2 separate regions of the Mus musculus genome follow, and region 1 is linked to region 2. A link is a contact called in public Micro-C data. All regions are on one chromosome and are shown on one strand. The core of a region is the stretch at or near the end of the contact, and the rest is flanking DNA. Distances in the headings are between cores, read along the strand shown. Region 1 holds the start of Cbr3 (carbonyl reductase 3). Region 2 holds the start of Sim2 (single-minded family bHLH transcription factor 2).

Region 1 (6,668 bases), core at 1,007-3,506, 400 kb before region 2:
CCTCAGAGTATGGACTTAACACAGGTCTCCATTTCCCCCCAGGCATTGACATAAAAGCCACAGCTCTCACCCTTTTTGTTTGGTTGGTTTGGGGTTTTGCTTGTTTGTTTTTCCAGGCAAGGTTTCTCTGTGTAACCCTCCCTGGCTGTCCTGGAACTCAATTTGTAGACTAAGCCAACCTTAAAGTCAGAGATCTGCCTGCCCATGCCTTCCAATTGCTGGAAATAAAGGCATGCACCACCACCACCTGCTCTCAGCTCTGATCCTAAAGAAATTTATCCTGGGGGCATTTTGAGTGACCACGGCCTGGAAACACAGAATTAGGATCCCCAATTTATGTTCCAACTCAGAAGCACTTTCCCGAGGGTTTTATAGTTTCCCAGAGGATGTCATGAATCTTTGAAATCCATGGATGGGCACAGCAGAGAGGCAGGTACAGTGAGACGGAGCTGTTCTGTGGGCCCAAGATGCTACCTCAGGACATTCTTAGCTCTCGGATTGCTGGAAGCCAGTGTCCCACCGCGTCAGTAGCATCTAAGAGGCTTTTATTTATTATCACGAGATGTTGGCTCAGATTTGACAAGGAGAAGTTGTTCCAGAAGCTAAACCTAGTCCAAGATACTTAACCTCTGAACCTGCAGAATCCCAGTCTCCCCACAGCAGCCTGTCCTTCAGTCTCTTCAGGCACAGAACTCCTTCCAGGAGTCTTGTAGACAGCCAGGCACAACTTCTTCTCAGGAATTCTCATTCACAAGGATATGCTAGGCAAGTGCTCCATCACCGAACTACACTCTGAACTCCCCACTGGTCTTTAGGAGAGAAAGCAGAAAAAGTTGTCCCGGACTCTGTAAATGTTACTCCCATTGCTGCCTTGATCACATAACCAAAGAAAAAGCGATTTAAGAGCGGGTTTATCCTGGCTCACAGTTCGAGAGTCCAACACTGTGGGGTCCTAACCACATGAGCATAAGACAGATGGTCAAACTGTGTGTGGGGGTTGGGAGGAAGGGGGCGGGGTTCCCGTGTATGCAGAGGTCAGAGGTTGACAAATGTCTTCTGCTATTCATCTCTTCCTGATTCTTTGAGGCAGGGTCTCTCACTTGAACCAGACCTTGCAGACTTGGCTAATCAGCTCGCCTCCGGAAATCCTGCTTCTGGGGTCACACAGCAGCCACACTGCCCCACGTTGTGTGGAGCGGGGATTTGAACTCTAGTCCTCATAACCTTCACCCACGGAGCCAGCTCCACAGCCTTGGCCCAGCTCACTTTCTCCGTTTCATTCAGTCCAGCATCCCAGTCCCTGGAACGGTACTGAGCTTAGGGTGGGCCTCCTACCCCAGTCAGCCTAACTGAGAAACTCCCTCAGAGACAGGCTGAGAGAGAGGTCTGTCTCCTAGATCCTCTCAAGTTAACATCACAGGCAGGCTAGGCCCCCACAGAGCTCACCTTCCTCACCTCATTTGAAACAGAAGGTGGAGTCCGTAATAAGAGGCTAAGGCAGTTTGGCCGGATCAGCTCGGGAAACGCTGAATCACTGTGAGTGAGGACTTAATTGTCCTTCAACCTCACAATCCCTAGCCAAGTAGGATCAGCACAGACTCGATTCCACCCAAGAAGGGAGGAGGTCTGATTGCGTGCCCACACTTAGACACGCCTGGAATTTTGTTCGTAGGTTCAGCATCTCCTTGGGAGATGACTCGCATAGACTGAGACCAATGCAGATCTATCTGCATACCCAGTACACTTGGAATAAACCAAAGACCGGCACTGAGGACTCCCGTACTACTCAAAACAGTTCGATAAACATGAGCCTTCTCTCCCACGTGGGGGCGCACCGAGACCTCCAGCCGCGAGGGCTCGCCCACACCTGTTCAGTCTACTCCCAGGCACTGTTCCCTGAAGTCCCTGAGCAAACCGCGGGGTGTGTTAAGTAATCTCAGAGCGAGTTCCGCAGAAGCAAACATTTGCATTCTGCAGAGAACGACGGGTTCTCGCCCAAGAAAATTACGGAGCATTTGTTTTCCTCCTTTTGAAGTTTCCCCAAAATAGTTGTTTCAATCCGACTGCCACGAGTCCTGCTGACCCCTTCCTTTGGGAGCAGCGCTTGTCCCTGACCACTGCTTAGCTCGGAACCAGGATCTCTACACTGGCCGGCGGGCGGGCGGGCAGGCGAGCGGGAGGAGGCGGACCCTTCGGGAACAGACGGCTCCTCCTCAGAGGGGAGGGACAGGCTTCTCAAGGCCTTGCTCTCTAGCAGTCGCAGCGCCGGGTCCCAGAATCTAGTCCTACGCCACGGTTTTGACCACGCGTGACCCGCTGCCCAGCCGGCCCGGCCATCAGGTGGTCCGTGTGTCCCTCTGACATGTCGTCCTGCAGCCGCGTGGCCCTGGTAACTGGGGCTAACAAAGGCATCGGCTTTGCGATCACGCGTGACCTGTGTCGGAAATTCTCCGGGGACGTGGTGCTCACGGCGCGGGACGAGGCGCGGGGCCGCGCGGCGGTGCAGCAGCTGCAGGCGGAGGGCCTGAGCCCACGCTTCCACCAGCTGGACATCGACGACCCGCAGAGCATCCGTGCGCTGCGCGACTTTCTGCGCAAGGAGTACGGGGGACTTAACGTGCTGGTCAACAACGCGGGCATCGCCTTTAGAAGTAGGTGTGGGGCTCCAGGAGGAGGTGTCCCGGGGTTTTCCGAGGGTGCTGGGCAGTGAGCCTCTGGGATCCGGAGGCTGCGCCATCCCGCCTGGGTGCACCCGGCTCGCGCTCTGCGTGGCGAGTTCCCCCGTGCGGTGACTCGGGTGCGGGCCCGCCCAGGCACCCCACTCCATGCCCGACCCGGCCGGCGGCCTGTGCGGGCCTGTGCTCCGCCGGAGGCCCTCCTTGGAACTTTCAGCTGCGCCTGTTTGGAAGAAAACCGGTCTCTTGGGAGGGGACCACGCCTTGTCAAGCTCATCAGCTTTCTGTCCCACGCACGAAGGCTTTTCTCAGAGAAGGGTCTTCCAAAAAAATAGGGTTGGAGCTTTCGCTTCGCGTGAAACAAGGGCGAATTCATAGATGCCAGTAGATATCTGCTGAGGACAGGAAATGGGTCGCCCGGACACAATTAGCGCCCTGGCACGATAGTGGGTTTCCTACCCGCTTTAATGGAGCGTTTTGAGAGGCTCTGGCAAAAAGGAAGCGAGCTCTGCTTCCCTCCTCCTCGGGGAACTAGGTTTGTTATTAAACTTGCAAGTGCGGTTTGGAAATCATCTTCCTTTAGGGGAAAAAAAACCCAAAAAAACAAAACAAGATCGCTTACTCTAACAAATGTCCAATTAGCAAAATTATCCAGTTGCCATGTGCTGGAACTGAAACAAACATTCCAGCTTCACTGAAAATGCTGAGAGAGCCGGAGACTAACGAGGGAGGGAGACTATTGTGCAGCCGAAAACTCTCCAGTTGGCCCTGGACACCCATAGGCGCCTTGCGTGAGAGCCAAGACACCCTTGTACCCGCACTTCCAAACTCTGGCATGTGGGCTTTGGGGAAGGGGAGGGGCGAGCTCACCACCTCAGCCACTCTCAGCGTTGTCGGATGGAAGGTTTGGTGAATTATGGCCCTGGAGGTTCATACTTAAATGTGGGCCATGTGTATGCAAATCTGAGCAGCAGCTGCCCCACCACACAAGCTGAGGTCTTACACCAGCCTCACCAGAGCATCTTTTCCCAACCTCCAGGAACCCTATTCAAGCTTGAGACAGGAAGATCAAAACTGAGTGTTCTTGAGACGCGACATGAGCGTGGCTGATGAGAAACTTGAGGTGTGGACCAGAAAGTTCTTTCCTTATGCTCTTAAGACCTTTAGAATGATCAAGTTCTAGTTTAAAGGTGTGTGTGTGTGTACTTTACAGATGTGTGTATCACCACACTCAGCAAGACTGTCCTAAAGTTAGTACACTTTCCCTTTAGCTGTTATGTGATGAGATCCAACTTGGCCACACGAGTTTCAGAGGAAAATGTAATTCTTTTTTCTTTTCTTTTCTTTTCTTTTCTTTCTTTCTTTCTTTCTTTTTTTTTTTTTTTTTTTTTTTTGTGTGCTTTTCAAAGTGGATGACCCAACACCCTTCGACATTCAAGCTGAGGTGACACTGAAGACGAACTTTTTTGCCACTAGAAATGTCTGCACTGAGTTACTGCCTATAATGAAACCACATGGTAAGTCCAAAGTAGGACTACTGTCCCTCGGGAAGTGGCCCTCGGTCCCTCAAATAGGGCAACCAACAGGGACCACTCAGGGCTGCCATTTGCTTGTGAGATGGAGGGTAAAAACTGCCTTATTTTATCAAGGTGTCTGGCTCTGTACTTGAGCCTTTTGGCTGTGGTTGTCAGAACCCTGTGGTACTGATCAGTTCTTGGGGTCTGTGTCATGAGCTCAACCTCCATCACAGACTGCAGCATGGCCCCAAAGGTCTGTGACAGTCTTAGAGAGTTGCCCTCCTGCCCCCGACATTGCAAGGATGGGCCCACCCCTGACTTATCTGCCATTATAACAGTCCTTCTGTTCCTTTCTTATGTCAAACAAACAAACGAACAAACAAACAAAAAGCTTATGAGAAGGTGTTTTTCTAAATGTTGTCAGCTGAGAGAATCCGAAAGAAGTAGTTTTTTGTGGGGAACACCTTACCTCCAGCCCATGAGGGTTCAATATTTATTATTAATTATCATTAGTTTCCTTCTAATGTTTATTGGGTGCCCACCATTATACCCAGCACTGGTAGTAAAAACTGGGCCCATCATATACAAGAGGACCCTTTCATCCACAGAGCCTGGAGCTGAGCTGGGAGATAGAGATTTTCTAACAAAGACTCTAAGGTGTGAGATGGCCAACTTGATAGAGAGAGGCACTTCTCTGGGGATTTCCCTTTTCTGAGATTGACTGTGGTTCTGAGGGGAAGCGCTGTTGTTTTGTTGTTGTTGTTTTTTTAAGGCTTTAATTTATTTTATGTATGAGTACTCTACCTGTATGTGCATCTGTTCACCAGCAGAGGGCATCAGATCTCATTACAGATGGTTGTGAGCCACCATGTGGTTGCTGGGGACTGAGCTCAGGACCTCTGGAAGAGCAGTCAGTGCTCTTAACCTCTGAGCCATCTCTCCAGCCCCCGGCTATTGTTTTTAAAAAACATAATGTTCAGGGCCAGAGAGAGAGAGTTCGGAGATTAAGAGCACTTGTTGCTCTTGCAGAAGACATGGGCTCAGTTCCCATGGTTTCCTGCACCTATATAGCTCACAGCCATTGGTAACTCCAGTTCCAGAGGATCCAACACCCTATTCTAACCTCTTTGGGCACAGGGCAATGTGCACATACATACATACATACATACAGGCAAAACACTCATACAGACACATAGAATAAATAGAAATTAAAAAATTTAATTTTCTTAATATTTTGAAAGAGAATTAGCTCAGGATTTAGGAGAATTGGGTTCCCGCCCCCCCCCCCTATTTTTTTTTTTTAAACCAGGATCTAACTCTACAGTGTTTTCTGGCCTTGAATTTGCCTTGTAGACCAGGCTGGCCTTGAACCTCTGACGCCTCCCCCTGCCTTTGCTTCCTGGATGCTGGGATCCCAGGCATGCATCCCTATCCCAGCTTATCTGTAAGAAAATGTCAGTCTGAAAACTGTAGTGAGAGCTGAACTTGGACCCCTGCCCGCCACCTGCTCACTCCTCCCTCATTTCTTAGTGGGATGGATTCCCAGGAAGTCTCAGCCCCCCCCCCTCCCCCCCCCCCCCCCCCCCCCCCCCCCCCCCCCCCGCACACACCTGCGATCCCTGAACTCAGAAGCCCAGCTTGGCCTTCACTGCCGATTGCCTGATCGAATAAACTTCATTCTGTTGAAATAAGAATTACAGCATCAAGTGAGAGCCAAGCCATTTTGAAAGTTAAAGGAAAGCTCTCAGAGGTAGGGGGAGGGGCAAGAACCAGGTGAACCATCTTTAATCAAGCCTGCAGCTTCCTGCCCTGAGGGATCTCTGACTGATAGGGCATCTGCCTAGGACAGGTGACTTGGCTACACACTGTTCGCTGAAAGACACCGTGCTTACTATCACGGACTTATACTTTCTGTTTAGCTTTTAGCACCTTACTTTCCAGGATCCTAGGTCTTGCTTACTCACTCAAGACAAAAAATAGCTTCAACAACAATTAAGTCACTAGAGGGAGCTACTTGCCTGTTCTTTCTTTAAAAAACAAAAACAAGTGGAAGTTGTTTCTGTATGCATGGAGACACACATAGACACACATGCACAAGCATGCATGTGCACACACACACACATGCACACTCATGTGTGCCAGACAATGCTGCCGCTGGTAGATGGTGTGGTGTCGTCCCTCTTAGAGCTGGCTGGACCATCTGGTTAATAGGATGATCTTTGATCACCCTCCAGAACCTCCCACACATGTGTCCCCGCATCAAAGAGGACACAAGATAACTTCCCCCTATAATGTGGATTAGAACTCCCTCCAAGGCACCTCGCAGCTCCTACAGTTAGTGTTTATTGTCTTCCCTGCCCTCTCCCTCACTCCCTCTCTTCATTCTCTATACACTTTGCAGACCTAAAACTTCATAGTCCAAGCTGGCCTTGAACTCACAGCCTCCCAATTGCTGGAATCATATTATGAACCCTAC
Region 2 (7,171 bases), core at 4,068-6,567:
TCCACCCTGTATTGTAGCCAACCCTAATTTAAGCTTGGGCAACTATCTAGTACTTAGGGGGTAAGGTGGGGGCATCATATCCACACTTTCTTTGATGTCCAGAAATATTTATCTCAGGTGGGTAGGTTTTGTTCTGGTTCTTAAAGGGGATTTTTTTTTTATGTTGAGGATTTTTTTTTTTTTGAAGGGCTGCTTCAGCGACGTCATAAATGAACTAATCGGGTTTTCAGATTTCAAGGCGGTGTGTAATTGATGTAACCACTGAGGAATTTCAGTACACAGCCCACTAAGCCTCCTCCCGCTTAGGGGTTTTCAAACGTGATCTCGGCCTCCCTGAAAGCCATACGGATCGTTTGTAGAGGAAAGCAGGGCTTTGCCCGGTAGCAGGTGGGCCGCTGGGCCCCCACCAGGGATTTTGAGGGGGGCTGTTTTCTCTAAGCTGCTCCAAGAGCCCTTTGGGAGAAACCAAGCTGGTGGTGGCAGGTCAGGTGACATCCACTCTGGGACCTGACTCCACCTTCTTTTGCTGGAAGGGCCTAGCTTGAACTTGGGTGGCTAAGTGTACCTGCAGCCTAGGCCCCAGAGTGACCCCCCCCCCAAGGAGGTCACTACTGTCTGTGTCCTGGAGGAAGAAGAGGGAATAGGAGGGGGAGGGACATATGTAAGCCCTCAGCAGCTGTGTCTCTCAAAGACCAGGGAGAAAGCAAGGTCAGATATAGAAGACAGAAAAACGAGAACACGTGGAGAAAAGGACTACCCCTTCATCTCCAGACAAAATTAAATGGATCCATTTATGAACAGCCTCCAACCCAGTCCTGCAGTCCTTTCTCAGGAACTCTGAGAATACCTACAATAAGGTCCTGGTGACAGTTTCTGTTCCCCTTCTTGAGAGAAGGGGAGAGGAAGGCAGGAGTCACTGTGACCCTCTGGAGTCACCATCGTGGAATCTGTAGTCATCCTAGATGACCAAGTCTTGAATTGCTCTTCTCAGAATTCCCCTGCATCCCAATACTGGAGCCCTGGGGTTAGAGATGTCTCTTTTCTCGTGGGCATGGATAGGCTCACGGGAACAAGAAGAGTTGGTGTCCTGACTCTGCCTCCGTGGTTGGTGGTTGCTGGTATAGGGCTCTAGCTCAGACTCTGGAAACCTGATTTCTGGACCCACCATAAGAAGATAGATATGGGGGGCTGGTGAGATGGCTCAGTGGGTAAGAGCACCCGACTGCTCTTCCCGAAGGTCCGAAGTTCAAATCCCAGCAACCACATGGTGGCTCACAACCATCTGTAACAAGATCTGACGCCCTCTTCTGGAGTGTCTGAAGACAGCTACAGTGTACTTACATGTAATAAATAAAAAAAAGAAAAAAAAAAGAAAAAAAGAAGATAGATATGTCCCATTACTGGGCTCAGTTAAATGCCTAGACCAAGCTAAATCAAACACTTTCTCCAGAGGAGTAACTTCCAGCTGGAGGAGAGTAGGAGGGAGGAGGGGAGATTCTGTACAACTTAAGAAGGAAGAGGCAGGCTGTTACTGTCATGACCTCTGCCAGAACAAATTATTCTGAAATTGCTCTGACTACCTGTAATTATATTTTAAACAATGTGTTTGTTAACATTGTAACTGTGTTGGAATAACAATGACCCCAAGGGGAGTATGTGTAACTTATACATGGAAGGGAGTGAGGGCAGGAGAGTGTAGTATTCTTTTGGGCAGTTCATACCAGAAAAGACTTCCAGTTAGAGACAGTTGGATCTGTGAAGCTGGGTGGGAATAAGGCTTGCTGAAGTAAGCGCACAGCGCACATCCCACCGATTGCCTGTGCAGATAATGGCGTAGAAATGAATGTTTCCAATCTCCAAGGATTCAAGATTTTCTGTTTCCTCCCATAGCTCAGGAGGTTGAAGCTCTTAAATTTCACTTAGAGGCTGGAGACAGCCAGGAACTGGAGGGCTCTCCCCCTTCACACACACCTTGGTGGTGGCTAGATCTCTGATCTCTGATCTGCTTTTATAGCACCAGCTTTCTCGGAGCCTATCCTGGGAGAAACATCTGTGGGGGCCTTGATCTACCGGAAAGTTGGTTTCTGCTGGGGATGGGCTCAGGTAGGCACAGGGTGAGCAGCTTGGCAAGAACAGACCCAAACATCTGAAGCGGAAAATTCAAACAGATGTGGGGCAGCCTGGCCCCACCCCCTTTCTTCTTGGGGCCCAAATTTCATCCAGATTAGTTTTCCTAATGGAAAATTTCTAAGAGGTGGGGCTGGTGGGCTGGGCTTCTGGTGCAGATTGAGAGCTGGGTGCCCAGCCAGCAGGATCAGTGGGTCACTTCTTCACACCTTCCCTCTGCAGGCTCCTACCAGCCAGTAATTTATAAGTGGTACCCGAGATCCTAGGGTCTCTTCAGCTCTGCCTCTTTCCCAGGGCCCAAGGCTGGTGCTGATGTTTGCTGCTTAGCTTTAGCTTCAGTGAGCAGACCCTTTCTCCAGTCCTGGAGTCAGAGACAAGTAATAGATGTACTAAACTATGGTCAGCGCCAATTAAAACTTGTTCAGGGTCTGGCACGGTGCCTCAGTAAGTAAAATACCAACTACACAACATGAGGATCTGGGTTTGAATCCCCAGAACCCATGTAAAGAGGGAAGAGGGATCAGGGGTTCTATAATGTCAGCACTGAGAAATGGAATGGAGACAGACGGGCAGGCTGGGCCTCACGTGCCCATGGTCTTGCTGAAATAAGGATTCCTCGTGACCTACATATACCCATGCATACAACATATTCTCCTCCTCCTCCTCCTCCTCCTCTTCCTTCTCTGTCTCTCTCTGTCTCTCTCTGTCTCTCTCTGTCTCTCTCTGTCTCTGTCTCTCTCTCTCTCTGTCTCTCTCTCTCTCTCTGTCTCTCTCTCTCTCTCTCTCTCTCTCTCCTCTTTTCCATGTCAAACGGAGCTGCTGAATTAATTCTGTCTCGCAATAATAGACTGGATGTCTGGAGCCTTGCCCTGAAAACCCCATGCTCCAACTCCCGACTACAGGGACCCATCTTCATTATTCCACATAGACTTAAACTCCTTCCTAGCTGCAAATCCTCTAGTACTGAGATACCCGCCCAGAGACTTGGACTTTAGACGGTGGCGCTGGGGACCCTAGTTCTGGGGAAGTGTGGTGTTAACCAATGTTTGATGTTTGGAGAAGGACTTATGTGGAGCCTGTCTGCTGGGCCTGGAGCTACCCCATACCCACTTCAATAGCGTTTGCCATCTCCTCCCTAAAGTCAAAACGGCCTCCACTGCGAAAATCCAGTCGCAAGAGTTCAGATGCGCTTTCCTGTTACAAACTGGGAAATTCGTTGAGAAGTTTCAATTCTTGTTGCTTGCCGGGTTTCTCTCACCTCCACTTAGCCATGTTTCTATGATCTGGGTAATCCCTTTCAAGCCGGGGAGGAATTCTCGGGAGTCCATAATTGAGGGTCGGGAATCTGGGGCGTGGGAGAAGCGTTAAACCCTATGTATCTGCAGAGTGCAGGGCTCATTCCTCGGAGGTCTGCGAAGCGGCGCCAGAGTGGGTCCGCCGTAGCAGGGTGGCTCCGCAGCCCTTACTTGCCCGGAGCGGCTAAAGGCACAGTGCCCCACCGAACTCCCGACAAGGGCTGCAGGTCTGGGCATTGGGTACCCGCACCACCGGCAAACGTGCTCCGTACACGTGCACCGTACTACTGCAGGACCCAGAAAATCCTGCAAGCGCAGAACCCAGCTCCAAACTCAAAGCAAACTCCAAACTTGAGCTCCAAACTCAAGCGCGAAGCGTGAGCACCTCCGTGCTCCCGCCTGGTGCGACTTCACGCCACCTGGCGCACCGGTTTTTTCCGTTTTGTTTTTTTTTTTTTTTTTTTTTTTTAATTAAGGCGCGAAGGGCCGGGGTTTGTGAACCGCCCGAAGCCCCACGACAGTCTACAACTCCTCGAAGGCCTTCGAACTTCGGGTTTTCAAATGGGGACCCAGAAAAGACAGAAGAATCTGCTTCACGCGAGTGGTTAGGAGGCCCAGCTCCCCCGGCGCGGGTGGGGAAGTCTGCAGGACCAGGAGCTGGTCGGCCTGCAAGCTTTTCTCGGGCTTGGAAGAGGACTGGAGGGAGAGGAATGGAGCAGTGGCCAGGATATGGAAATCCCGTGTCGGGCACTGGGTTTCCAAGGTCAGACTCTCTGCATCCTATAACTTTACAGCCACCAAGCGAGCCACGGGGTCCACGACGACAAAAAGAACTGCGCTGAGACCTCTCTGCGTCTCTGTCTGGGATCCAAGACGCCTGGGAAATGGCATCTGACCCGCGTCGGAAGATTTAGGCTCCAAAGAGGAGTGTGGATGGGTTCGGGCGACCGCGACCGCCTGAGCGCCCGAGGGGACTGTAGTGCCGGCATCTATCCGGGCCTCAGCAGCAGGGAAGACACAAGATTATTTAACCTAGTGTGGCGCAGTGGGAGAATGCTTGCACTCAGTGACTGAATCTCCCTTCGCCAGCTACCTCTGCTCCACTTCTGAGGGTCGCATCAGCGTTCCCGGTTACCAAGGCTCTATTATTGTCGACCTGAAGCTTTGGCCCAAAGTCGATTGCCCTGTTGCCGCTAGCGCCCCTTGGGTTCAGCGCTCCCGCGTGCCCTCTGGCCCACCCCGTGTTCTCTCTCTCTCTCTCTCTCTCTCTCTCTCTCTCTCTCTCTCTCTCTCTCTCTCCCTCTCTCTCTCTCTCTCTCCTGGAAGGCGTCGTGCACGCGTGCGTGTGGATGAGTGGAGGGGAAAGGAGTAATTTTTCCTCGGGCCACCCCTTTAGACTCGCGGATCGGCCACCCAAGGAAGGTGCAAGTGTGAGACCAGGATTGCCACCCCGTCGCCGGGCACTTAGCCAGCTGTTAGCGCCGCCTTTTCTGGGCCGCGCCCGCGGGTGACCTGCCCGGAGCCTCCGTGGAAACCAGCACTGCAGCCCTCCCTCCTTCCTTCTTTACCGCGTCGGCCGCTCATCCTCGATCCCAGGCCCTGACACTCAACCTCGGAGCGGGTAGGCGCGACGCTTCTCGTGCACTCACCACGGCTTACCTTACCCCGGGAGCGCGCCGGTCTCTCGTGGGGACAGTCCCTGGAGGTGGCGACGCGGAGGCGCGCCGGCGACTCACGGGCCGCGGCGGGGGTCGGAGGCGAGGCTCACCGCCCCCGCCACGGCCCCTCCCCTCCCCCCTCCCGCGGTCCCGCGCAGCCCAGTCTCCGCCCGAAGGCGGGTCTGCCATAAACAAACGCAGCTCGGTCACACGTGGACCGCGGAGCAACTGCGCCCCGCCACCGATCGCGGGCTCCGGACGACCGGACTAAGGAAGCCGGAACCGCCGGGGAGGGCAGGAAAGCGCACCGAGCTCAGGCTTGGCACTGGCCACTGCCACCTCGCTCCGCTCCCGCCCCATGGCTCCGCGGCGGCCGCCGCCGCTGCCGCCCTTGCCTTCCGAGGGCCCTCGCGGCAGCGGGTACAAGCCCTCCTTTAAGGACTAAACAGGGTCGGCGCCTGCTCGCCCGCCAACCACAGCCCCAGGAAGGTCGAGGCGGGAGATACTGGAGACCAGAAGGAAGAGCGAGCTGGGATCAGGTCCACACGGGACGGTCCAGCCTCCAGCCTCAGACAGAGAGGGGGGCTGCGCAGCTGGTTTGCGACGGACTCAGGGCTGGCGCCTTGCAGAAGACGTTGGGTGCTCCAGGCCGGTCTCCCGCACCTGCCCGAGCCCGGCACCCCGACTCACCTGACCCCTGGCGTCCCTGTCCCCATTCCGGCTGCCGCAGCCCAAGCGGGACTCCGCGGGCCTGGAGCGCAGCGAGGTCTAATATGCCCAGAGCCGAGGCGCGATGAAGGAGAAGTCCAAAAATGCGGCCAAAACCAGGAGGGAGAAGGAAAATGGCGAGTTTTACGAGCTGGCCAAGCTGCTCCCGCTGCCTTCGGCCATCACCTCGCAGCTGGACAAAGCGTCCATCATCCGACTCACCACCAGCTACCTGAAGATGCGCGCGGTCTTCCCGGAAGGTGAGGCTGCAGGTGGGCGTCCGAGGCGCGGGGGAGCTGAGCGGCCGGCTGCAGAAAGGAGGCTTCCGTGCGCGGAGAAGCCCGCGCGGCCTCCTGGCTACCGTGGCCGCGTCTGGGGAGGCCGCGCCGGGGCTTCGGCCCAGGCCTAAGCTAAGGCTGAGGGACAATCCAATCACGTATAAGCTCTGGGCAGAGTCGGGAAAACCAAGCGTTATTCCTGGGTTAGTGTTTGCCAAGCTGACACAGGCAGGCTAGTTCGTTCCGGTTGTTCTTTCCCCCTTTCCTTTCTTTCCTGGCCCTCTCCTCCTCTCCTTTCACTGGCTTCTCTTTCTTTCCTTCCTTCCATACCAGTCCATGCTGGTCTTCTCTCTCTCTCTCTCTCTCTCTCTCTCTCTCTCTCTCTCTCTCTCTCTCTCCCTCTTTCTCTTTCTTTCTCTCTCTCTATCTCTCCTTCTTCTTCTTCTTCTTCTTCTTCTTCTTCTTCTTCTTCTTCTTCTCCTTCTCCTTCTCCTTCTCCTTCTCCTTCTCCTTCTCCTTCTTCTTCTTCTTCTTCTTCTTTCTTCTCCTCCTCCTCCTGCTCTCTCTCCATTATAATTTTTTCCCTTCTCCTTACTTCTCTCTCGCCTCTGCTTTTGCTCCCCCCTCCTCCATTTCTCTCTTTTTCTGCTGGTGGACAAGGACTCGCTGCTCTATCCTCTCTGAGCTGCTGAATGCACAGGAAGGCCCGCGCACCGCAGGCCAACGCTGAGGCTCCGAGAGTTTGTGAGCAGATTCGAGTGAGAGACTCCTATATCGTTTTCCCCAACTTGCCTCCCTTTGCTCTGGGAAACGATGATACGGGCAGGAGGACAAGAAACTGGATAAGCTCGGACGCTGCCGTTAAGAGAAAAGGGATCATTTCAAAAGTGGCGGGTGGGCCTGAGTGTAACATCTCAGGATTTGAAAGCGCTACAGCGGGCAATTGTCACCGGGCCGCAGCTCTCCTGTGGACGCTGGTTTGTAGGAAATAGCGGCCTGCTGGATGGACACTCTCCAGCGGGTGACGGGCGGCTGGGTCAGGCACCGCAGTGAATCAGGTCTGGGGTCTGTGGCTGGGGCTGAGGGATTCTGACATTGTCAGAAA

Evidence for each region. A called contact is a pair of places that touch in the nucleus more often than the background predicts.
Region 1: a contact with region 2 is called in a Micro-C map of B cells, with 9 times the contacts expected there. The contact joins the promoter of Cbr3 here to the promoter of Sim2 in region 2. A contact is called at or near these places in 7 of 39 promoter capture datasets (cranial neural crest, embryonic stem cells, hippocampal neurons and 4 more), 6 of 484 Hi-C or Micro-C datasets (B cells and embryonic stem cells) and 1 of 115 datasets of contacts at active chromatin or transcription factors (memory CD8 T cells).

What each region holds. Positions count from the first base shown.
Region 1 is chr16:93,680,963-93,687,630 of GRCm38.p6, forward strand. It overlaps Cbr3 (carbonyl reductase 3), which reads left to right and starts at 2,257. Exons shown (of 3, transcript NM_173047.3): 1 at 2,257-2,651; 2 at 4,085-4,192. The coding sequence starts at 2,363.
Region 2 is chr16:94,079,943-94,087,113 of GRCm38.p6, forward strand. Sim2 (single-minded family bHLH transcription factor 2) reads left to right here and starts at 5,318. Exons shown (of 11, transcript NM_011377.2): 1 at 5,318-6,048. The coding sequence starts at 5,874. Gm31175 (a long non-coding RNA gene) reads right to left here and starts at 5,202. Exons shown (of 6, transcript XR_876272.2): 1 at 5,082-5,202.